3 separate regions of the Mus musculus genome follow, and all the other regions are linked to region 3. The links are chromatin contacts, called in public promoter capture Hi-C maps. All regions are on one chromosome and are shown on one strand. The core of a region is the stretch at or near the end of the contact, and the rest is flanking DNA. Distances in the headings are between cores, read along the strand shown. Region 1 overlaps Taf2 (TATA-box binding protein associated factor 2). Region 2 has its middle 16 kb from the start of Gm2491. Region 3 overlaps Enpp2 (ectonucleotide pyrophosphatase/phosphodiesterase 2).

Evidence for each region. Capture Hi-C pulls out chosen DNA fragments and counts their contacts.
Region 1: a contact with region 3 is called in a promoter capture Hi-C map of adipose tissue. The contact joins two enhancer-like sites. A contact is called at or near these places in 2 of 484 Hi-C or Micro-C datasets (the AtT-20 cell line and forebrain) and 2 of 9 other capture datasets (adipose tissue and pancreatic islet).
Region 2: a contact with region 3 is called in a promoter capture Hi-C map of adipose tissue. The contact joins two enhancer-like sites. A contact is called at or near these places in 5 of 484 Hi-C or Micro-C datasets (the AtT-20 cell line, brown adipocytes, cerebral cortex and 2 more), 3 of 115 datasets of contacts at active chromatin or transcription factors (a colorectal cancer cell line, hepatocytes and pancreatic cancer cells) and 1 of 9 other capture datasets (adipose tissue).

What each region holds. Positions count from the first base shown.
Region 1 is chr15:55,017,681-55,020,711 of GRCm38.p6, forward strand. All of the region lies in intron 25 of Taf2 (TATA-box binding protein associated factor 2), which reads right to left. Among named protein-coding and RNA genes, the nearest start is that of Gm2491, 32 kb to the left of the region's middle. Within about 2 kb of position 1,466, at least 19 of the 459 cell types and tissues checked have an H3K27ac peak or open chromatin away from gene starts, as enhancers often do. A contact at or near this core is called in adipose tissue, where this site is marked.
Region 2 is chr15:55,001,101-55,004,112 of GRCm38.p6, forward strand. No RefSeq gene overlaps it. Among named protein-coding and RNA genes, the nearest start is that of Gm2491, 16 kb to the left of the region's middle. Within about 2 kb of position 1,416, at least 25 of the 459 cell types and tissues checked have an H3K27ac peak or open chromatin away from gene starts, as enhancers often do. A contact at or near this core is called in adipose tissue, where this site is marked.
Region 3 is chr15:54,861,718-54,864,672 of GRCm38.p6, forward strand. Enpp2 (ectonucleotide pyrophosphatase/phosphodiesterase 2) reads right to left here. Exons shown (of 25, transcript NM_015744.4): 16 at 2,267-2,354; 17 at 2,021-2,108; 18 at 781-965. Among named protein-coding and RNA genes, the nearest start is that of Enpp2, 57 kb to the right of the region's middle. Within about 2 kb of position 1,449, at least 15 of the 459 cell types and tissues checked have an H3K27ac peak or open chromatin away from gene starts, as enhancers often do. A contact at or near this core is called in adipose tissue, where this site is marked.

The DNA.
Region 1 (3,031 bases), core at 216-2,715, 160 kb after region 3:
CAACCACTTTGAAGATGAATTCATCCTTACCTGCAGGCCCCATTGCTCAGAATAGGATACCCTGCCTACACATCTTAAATTTTGCTTGACTTTTATGAGAACACAGGAAGTTAAGTAGCTTTAAGAACCTGGGTAGCAGAATCAATGGTTCCTGTGACAAAGCACTGAGTCCAGTTTGAGTCAGAATATTTATAGGATGAGCCTGAAGCATTCGATACAACAACAAGGAACTCAGTCTTGCCTAACTGACTCAGGAGGCAGCCTTTAAAGATGTTCAAAGATACAACAATTCCAATACTAATCCTGGATAATAAATACTCTGAACTGATCACCATTAAAATATGTGGTCAATAAACTCATTGTTTTTAAAAATTATTAAATACAGAGAGAATTAGGCATTTATCTAGACTTTCCTATATGGCTCATACCAATGAGTAATAGTAAAAGGGAATTTAGCTTTAGAGAAACAATACATCCTATAAATAAAAATGGAAAGATTAATTAGAATAACATTACTTTGTAATCCACAATGAGTTAATGCATCTAGATCCTGACTAACCACAATAGTTAACCTTGCAAAAAGAGTCAACTGGCTACTGGTACTTCCAAATGAAGATACACAGTACCAGCACACCTGCCTCCAATTACGTGTCTAGACGGGACTGTAATACACAAAAGTCACAAGGAACTCAATTGTGTTAACAACTAATAACTACAGATAAAAATGTGACGAACATATATGGCAAAGGGGAGGGAGAGAAGCTATAGACGGGAGTATAAATTTAAAAGGTAACCATCAAAAGGACTGCTGTGGGCTTCCTGTGGGCACTGATGTCACAAATACACTCTCATGGGCAGAGGACCGAGGAGGATGGGCTCGGCTCGTCAAAACCCCTTTAGTGATTTGAAACACCTTCTCTATTTCAGAGATCGAGACACACATAATTCAAAATCCTGTAAGATGTTCATTTGTGTTATGCAAAAGATATTCCCAATTGTTCTGCCCAATGTAAAATCATGTTAAACAAACAAGCTGTAGTCAATATAACAGATCTGAAACAAACAAATGTACTTAATAAAAGCCTAACTTGCAAGCTCAACAGTCCATCTAATAAGAACATGTAAGAAACACTGAACAATCTGTTAATTTTATTGACTTCATTTATATTAGGTATACGTTCATATTCAATACAAAGTCTATAGTTTGTTAGAAAAGACATGAATTCTGCTCTTTGGTTCTTTAGATTAAATAGAAAAATAAGATGTTGAAATACATCATTGTAATCTAAAGATTAAAAAAAAAAAAAGTCTGTTTTTCATCTTGAGTTCCAAAAAAAGATCTCTAGGGAAAGCATACAAGCTTTGAAAAACAAATTGTTTTAATTTCAAAGTAAGATTTCAAGAACTAGAGTTGTATTTTCTGAATTATGCAAGAAGGCATTACATAACCCAGCAGCCTGAGCAAGGCAGCTGCAAGACTCCCCTCTTCCCCCCAGAAATCACTAGGGAGTTTCATCTGCTCCACCATCACCCCCTAGCCCTCTGTTTCTCATTCTTGCCATCACTAAATAAACCCAGGAGACAGTCCTGATGCCTGCAACCTTGCAGTGGAAGAAAGGGGGCTCAGTGCTGGGAGGGAGATCTATGATGCTCAAACCTGTCTCTCTCAGAACCACTGGGCCCTTCCTGCCTATTCTCTTCCTTCCTTCGGGACAGGGGCAGGGAAAGGGAGTGGGTGAAGGGACCATTTTCACACCTCTCCTTGGTTATCCCACAGCCTGCCCTACCACCTGCACAAAATCATACGCATTTAACACATCTTTTTTACCCTCATACACAAGAAGAGGGAGAATGCAGGGGGTGGGGGGGCCCGCTGCAGGCCTCGGGGTGTGTGTGTGTGTGTGTGTGTGTACCTGGAGCTGTGTGTGTTTCAAATGTGCACGTGTGTGTGTGTGGTGTGTGTGTGTGTGTGTAGGAGGCGTTAAAAGTACATCATCACTGTCCTCTACTAACAAAATAAGCCTCTCTCCTTCAGCTCCCTTAGAGCGGCATCGTTTGTTTCTATCTCTCCTAGATGAGGTTTGTAACACATTTCTGTTCTTGAATATCATCTGGGTCCTTGGCTCTAAGTCATTAAGACATATGAGATGTCGCTTCACTTTGTGAGCAGAGGAAGCAAGGGACCCACACTCAACAGCTCGGAACCCGAGGAAACAGCACACGAGTAGAGCAACCCTGCTGAAGGAGTTTCACTTAAGCACTTCGAAAAGAGCTGCAAGTCTACTAGATTTTATATGCCATCTCTCCGTTTGGAGTCAACTAGAGCAAACATTTCCATACGTTTTAGCGAGCATGAATGAAAGAGACCTCAGCTGGACATGTCCCCCCAAAGCCCACGTGTGCTCCTTCCTCTCGAGTTTGCAAATGGAAGGGAGGCCACAGCTTCCCTTACCACTCTTCTCTTTCTCTCAGGACCCTAACTCAGCCACAGACCAATCTCACTCCCACACATGGCCACCTCTAACTTACTTGATCCCAAAAGGTGATTTGTGAGTGATGCTCCTACAGGAATACTGTCACACCAGTTAGGAGTGAAACTTTACTCCCTGGGCCCAGCAGAATGGCTCAGCAGTTGATGATGCTTACCACCAAGGCTGAAACTGCCCTCTCCATGTGCACTGTGACATACGTGCACACACATTCATGCAAATAAATAAAAGTCCAAATGAGAAAGGAAGGTACTTCTATTGCTTATTTGTAGTCTATCAAAGAGCTTTTCTTATGTTTCACACAGTTACCTTTTTTCCAGTGTATCAATGTGTTAGGGAAAAGCTATATTTGAAATTCAAAATGCACACACACGTGCGCGCACACGCACACACGCACACACACACACGAAGGAGTAAGGAGGGAAAGGGCAAAAAGAGAGGTGAGAGAAGTGAGGAAGGAGAAAATGGGAGAAGGAGCCAAAGAATTAATCCCCCAAGCCCTTCACTCATGGAAATACAAGGCCAAGTCCCAGCTGGATTCC
Region 2 (3,012 bases), core at 166-2,665, 140 kb after region 3:
GTAAGGGCAGAGGGCAGATATGAAGGGATAGGGAGATGAATGGGATTGGGGTACATGATGTGAAATCCACAACAAATCAATAAAAAGTAAGTAAATAAGTACAATTTTAAATTTTAAATTATTTATATTACCTTTTACAATTTCACAATTTTATTTTAAAATACCTCTGTATGGTTTTAGGGACATTGTCTGTCTGTCCTTAACCTCTCTATGTAACCAAGGATGGCCCTGAACTTCTAATCCTCCCAGCACTGAGACTGTTGGTGAGTACCACCACTCATTCTATGCTACTGACTGAACCCAGAGCTTTGTGCATGCTAGGCGCCCACTCTGTGAACCAAGCTGTACCCTATGACCCTTTACATGATTCTCTTTGCCTGCATCCCTTTCTTTGATTTGGTGAGAATTGATGTTACTTTCTCTTGCCTTTGACCTCAAAATTTTTTTCAATCATTTCTATTATGAAATGTCAGGCTGGAGAGGTGGCTCAGCAGTTAAGAACACTGACTTCTCTTTCTAGAGGTCCTGAATTCAATTCCCACCACCACACAGTGGCTCACAACTATATGTAATGGGATCTGATGCTCTCTTCTGGTGTGTCTGAAGACGGTGACCGTGTACTCAAATATATAATAGAAATAAATCTTTTTTTAAAAAAGAAATGTCTGAGAGAACAATCTCTTTCCATCTGTGTTTTCATACAAATGTCTTTATTCTGCTCTTATTTGTAAAAGATAGATTTACTGGACAAAAGATTCTTGGCTGGCCATTTCTTTGACACCCTGACCCTGTCATTCCACTGCACTGGCCTCCATTGTTCTACCAAGAAGTTAGAGCTAAGGCTCAGTACTGTTACTTTATATGTAGGATTTCTTTTTCCTCCAACCACTTGAAATATTTTCTTGTCTTTTAATTGTTAAATTATTTTATTTGCATGTGTGAGTGTGCACAGAAGTGCATGCATGTGTGCCACAGCGTATGTGCTATTGCCCATATACAGTGACCACAGGACAACTGTGGGAGCCAGTCCTCTCCGTCTACTGTGTGGCTCCCAGGGATTGAACTCAGGCCATCAGGCTGGCAGCAAGCACCCTTAACTCTTTGGTCCTCTTCTTGTCTTTTCTTTAAACGTTTTTAATGTGATGTACCACTTTGTCAGACTTTTGATTTTACTCTTACAATGCATTGAGGTTTTGACTCATCTAAATTTGACTCATCAAAGTCAGTAAGTATACTGTCAACCACCATTTTTCAGGCATCTTCTCCTGTTCGGGTTATTCCCCACCCCCCTTCTGGTATTCCCGTCCTTTGTGTGTTCACAGACACGATGCTGCTCCTGGCTATGAGTCCACTGTGTAAAGCCTTTGGCATTGGCTGCTGCCCTGGGATGGTGGCGTCTTTAGTAGACCTCTTTGTCTCTTTCCCTGACTTTGTTTCTTCTTCCCTATTACATCACAGCCCAGCTGTCGAGCCCCACCAACACGGCCTGATGACTGTTCTCTTCTTTCCAACAATTCCCTAGGACATAAATTGCACCACAATTTGACCTAATTAAATTCAAGCAAGGTATTTTTTTTTCGCCTCTACTTTAGGAAATGTCCCTAATCATTATCTTTCCCCTAGTCCTGACTAGTAGATTAGCTGGCCTAGAGTTTTAACTTGTCACTCACAAACATTGCAGTTTCCCTCTTCATTTCTTACCAGTTCTTCACTGTTTTAGAGAAAGACGTGAACGTTTCCTTACTGTGTCAAAGAACTCTGTTTTCTGAGATGAGAACATTACATCCTCTGACCCTCCTGGCTTCTTTTCCTCTCTGACACTGAGGCTACTAGACAGTGTCCTGTCTCTCTTGGAGGAACACCTCTGCTTAAGAGCACAGATCTGAATAGTTCTCTTACTTATGAGAGGGGATTGGATCAAGGTAGCCCCCCCCCCCCCCGATCTCCTGTCCACACTAATCAGGAAAGCAGTGAACCTCTGTGAATTAAGGTTGGAGGGGATTTGAAATATCTCCACCAGGAGATACTGCATCCCCTGACTGAAGCCCAGGTCACCCTGTCTCTTGGCCATATCTGCCTGTGTGGAATTTTAATTAAGAGCCACTGATGCTTAATGGAGATCATGCATACATGGGCTTTGTTGAATAAATATCTGTTAGCTCACTGTACGTTCTTGGAACAATGTACAGAAAGTTCAAATGGTTGTACTCTCACATTTGCAGCAGTGATGGCTGTGGCACCGGGCAGTGGGTCTGCAAATCTCTTCATACCTTCCCAGGGATCCCTAAAACAGCAAATCCCAAAAGTTACATCACTACTGTCGCCATCGTTGCCGTCGTCATAGCCATTGTCCCCGATGTGCAGGTAAAGATGAGGCATCAGGAGAATAGACCACTTAGGTAATGTTCATTGACAGTTCAGCCAGTGGTAGAGGATGGGTCTGAACCCGTGCAATCGAGTTTCCACTGAACCTCCAAGGTACATAAAATGTCAACTTTCTAAGCCAAAGTGCACAGAAAGCCAGGCCTGTTGTTGTAGGCCCGTGCTCTCAGCTACTTAGGAAACTGAGACAGAAAGATCAAAAGGCTATGATGTGACCGAGGTGTGGAGTGACTTTAAACCCATATGAAAAGAAAATTCAAAGAGGCTATGATGCTGTTGACAAGTACAGAACTTGCTTCGCATGAGTGTGACCTTCAATCCTCAGGACAGAGAAACAAATAGACAGAGAAACAAACAGACACACACCACAGAGAGAGAAAGAGAGAGAGAGAGAGAGAGAGAGAGAGAGAGAGAGAAGACTCCTAAGAGTGATGCTTTATAAGATTTTTCTTGTTTAAAAAGCTGAGGGGTAGAACATGAGGCCTCTTAAGTTTTCATTTAATTACTCTTACTATTAAAGGGTATCTGTGTAGCAAGAGTAAAGAGATGGTCAATTCTAGTACTCTTCGGTGTTTTTGAGCACCAAACATCCACTTGAAGTGAAAGACATCTTTATTGAAAATAAAACTT
Region 3 (2,955 bases), core at 199-2,698:
TTTCAAGGACACCCATCCTGTACCTTCCTCACCCTGCTCACCTAGAAAGGTGACTTTCAGGGACTGCAGTAAAGAATATCCTTGTCCTTTGGCTTACAGTCAGGCTCTACCATGGAAGGCAGTGGGAGCCGAGTAGAGGCAGTAGAGCCTGGAGTGCTCTGCTTCCAGATCACCAGCCACAATGTTCAGGCTTCAGTCTTCTAACAAGCACAGTTCTCTCTTCCATCCTCCCTTCCTCCCTCCCTCACTCCTCTCAATCTCCCCAGTGATTTTCTACCTGCCCTCACCTTTTAGGCCTTGCAAGGCCCCAGAGCAGTTCCCATTTCCCACTGATACCCTTCTTCCCTGCCCAGGTTTTGCAAATAGTTCTCTGGAATCCCTTAACATTTCAAGTGTCTTTCAAAACCACTTTGACATAGCTACCTATAAACCAATCACTGATATTATTCACGGCTCACCATGAATCACTGGAAATTCACAATTGCGTAAAAGACCCAGCTTCTGACTATATATTGTGAATTCAGAAAAATAACATTCTTGCTCCTTCATTCTCCAGACCTGAACTGTCTAAGATGATAGTCACGAACCTTATTCAGCATACTAAACTTAAATTTACAACAATAAAGTGAAATTTTTTTACCCTCAGTCATACTCAGTCACTGGCTCCATTTTAGATGTCGGAGTCAAAAATCAACTCTAGTATCAGAGACAGTTCTACTGAACAATGCTTTATACACCAAACAGACATTTCCAATGATAAAGCAGAAAGATTATCTCTACCTTTGGCTCTACCTTATCATCACAGGTGCAGCCCAGGTCAAAATCAGACTGAAGGTACATAATCCCTGGGTAATTGGGTCTGCTGACTTCCTCTGGTAGGGTTGGCCTAAAGGTATTTGTGCGTAGCAGGTGATTCAAACTTCCATGTGTTCCATTATTGGGAGCTGGCTTCAAGCCTAGGAGATCTGATAGGGAAAAAAAAAGAATGCAGTGTTTCTTATTTGTTCTCTGATGAGATATGATAAGAATCAAAACCCTTCACCTTCCAAGAGCCTATAAATATTGAACACAAATCACAAGAGAACAAACTAAATTACGTCAGCCATTCCTTGCACATCTCCTAAACCATTCTAACCTCACAATGCCCTGCTAACACTTCTTGAAATAACACTTCTCTTCACTGCAAGCGCATGAATAAGGCATCCCAAAAAAACTGGAGTGAAGGAACGTGTGTGTGACAATGTTGGGACCACTGTCCTTCTGGACTTCTTCAAGACTTTCAAAAACCAAATTTTGAAATAAGACATAATCAATAAATACCCACAGCCTGCCCTTCAATGCACTCCACAAAAGTGTGGGGACAAGAAGAGGCTTTGGTGATGAGCCTTGATGGGCCACCAAGGGATAAACGGGGTGATTTCACAGCAACTGAATGGTTGCCAAGTGGGCACACAGTGACTTGCCTAAGCTGAGAGACAGGACAGTGAAGAGCTAGCAGCCAACCTGGGAAAAGAACCCAGGAGACCCGACTTTCAGACTCCCCCTCTAACCACCAGACTGGCACTCCCTTACTAAATAGGAAAAGCTGTCCTCATTCAGCAATGAGAAGCCCAAGGAAGAAAAATAATTAGGAGCACATAAATAGCTGGCTGGGATGCAAGCTGGCAAATTTTTCACTGGGCTGCAATGTAAGAGAGGGAGGTCGGAGAACGCTCTGTCTGCGTGGAACTCTTGCTTCATCGTGTCTCCGACCAACGGTGTCAAACTGTAATGCTATGTTAGATCAGCCAAAGGCTGCCAACACCAACACTATGAAAACTCCCCATTAGTCAACTGTTGAAGGAACACAAAGAAGCCTTAGAAGGGGGTGACATTCTGTCCTTTGAACCAATGGGCAAGTTACTTTTTTTTTTCTTTTTAGGGAGAGGTCTTAGAAAATAGACACCTCATTTCTTTCTCTAGCTGTAAGGAAATTCACTGACCAAAAGTTTCACCGGGTTTGATTGAACAAGTGACTTACCGCACATAACATTATAAAGTTCAATGTTTTCAAATGGAGGCACTTTAGTCCTGTACTTAAAAGTTGGGCCATAACCTACAAAAACAGTCTTCCAAAAGAAAAGAAAAGAAATACAGTTAACCATTTCTGCTTCCATGAACAGCATCTCTTCTGTGTCGGAACATCCTACAGCTTCACAAATCCCATGATTTCCATCCCCTCCAGAGAATTATGAAACTCATATTTAGTTCAGTTTTGTAGACATACCTGCATGCTATTGACCTTGTTATCAAAGCCGTGGTCACCCTGGAAAAAACATTTTCCTGACGGCTTCTTATAAACGTCCAAAGGTTTCCTACGTGAAAACGATTTTATGATCTGTTAGGATTCTGCCCCAAAGCAAGCTGATAGAAAGCAAATTTGGAAGTACATAGGATCCCTGAAAAAATCTGAAGCCAAGTGTCTCTGTTTTGATTACATCATTCCCATGGCAATGACAAGGGACGTCTGTTCATTTCTTTGGTGCCATGGCTTTGCTTATTACCCCAGGTTAAAGGGGAGGTTTTGAAAAGAAGTCAAAGTCTCTCTATGTCTCATGCTTGGACTTAACAAAATATCTCTCCCCGCTATGTGATCACCAAGCTCAGTCCCAAAACACAGGAGGCATTTAAAAATACGCAATGTTGAATCAGTTCGTGGAGCTCTGCATTCTATAAAAAATGTTTGTAGGTAAACTTACCTGGTAGGAAAAGAAAAATCAGAGTTCATGACATGATCAATTTAACACTAACCATAGCATAGTTAATAAAAGCCGGGCCTTACCTAGAAAATCTGTTTAGAAGTAGGGAGGAAATGAAAATATTGCTTGCAAGACATCAGGATCATTTACTCTTAACTTTGTGACAGAAAGACCCCATTACCTAAGTGTGTTATTAAGTATTGCCTAAGTACAGGCA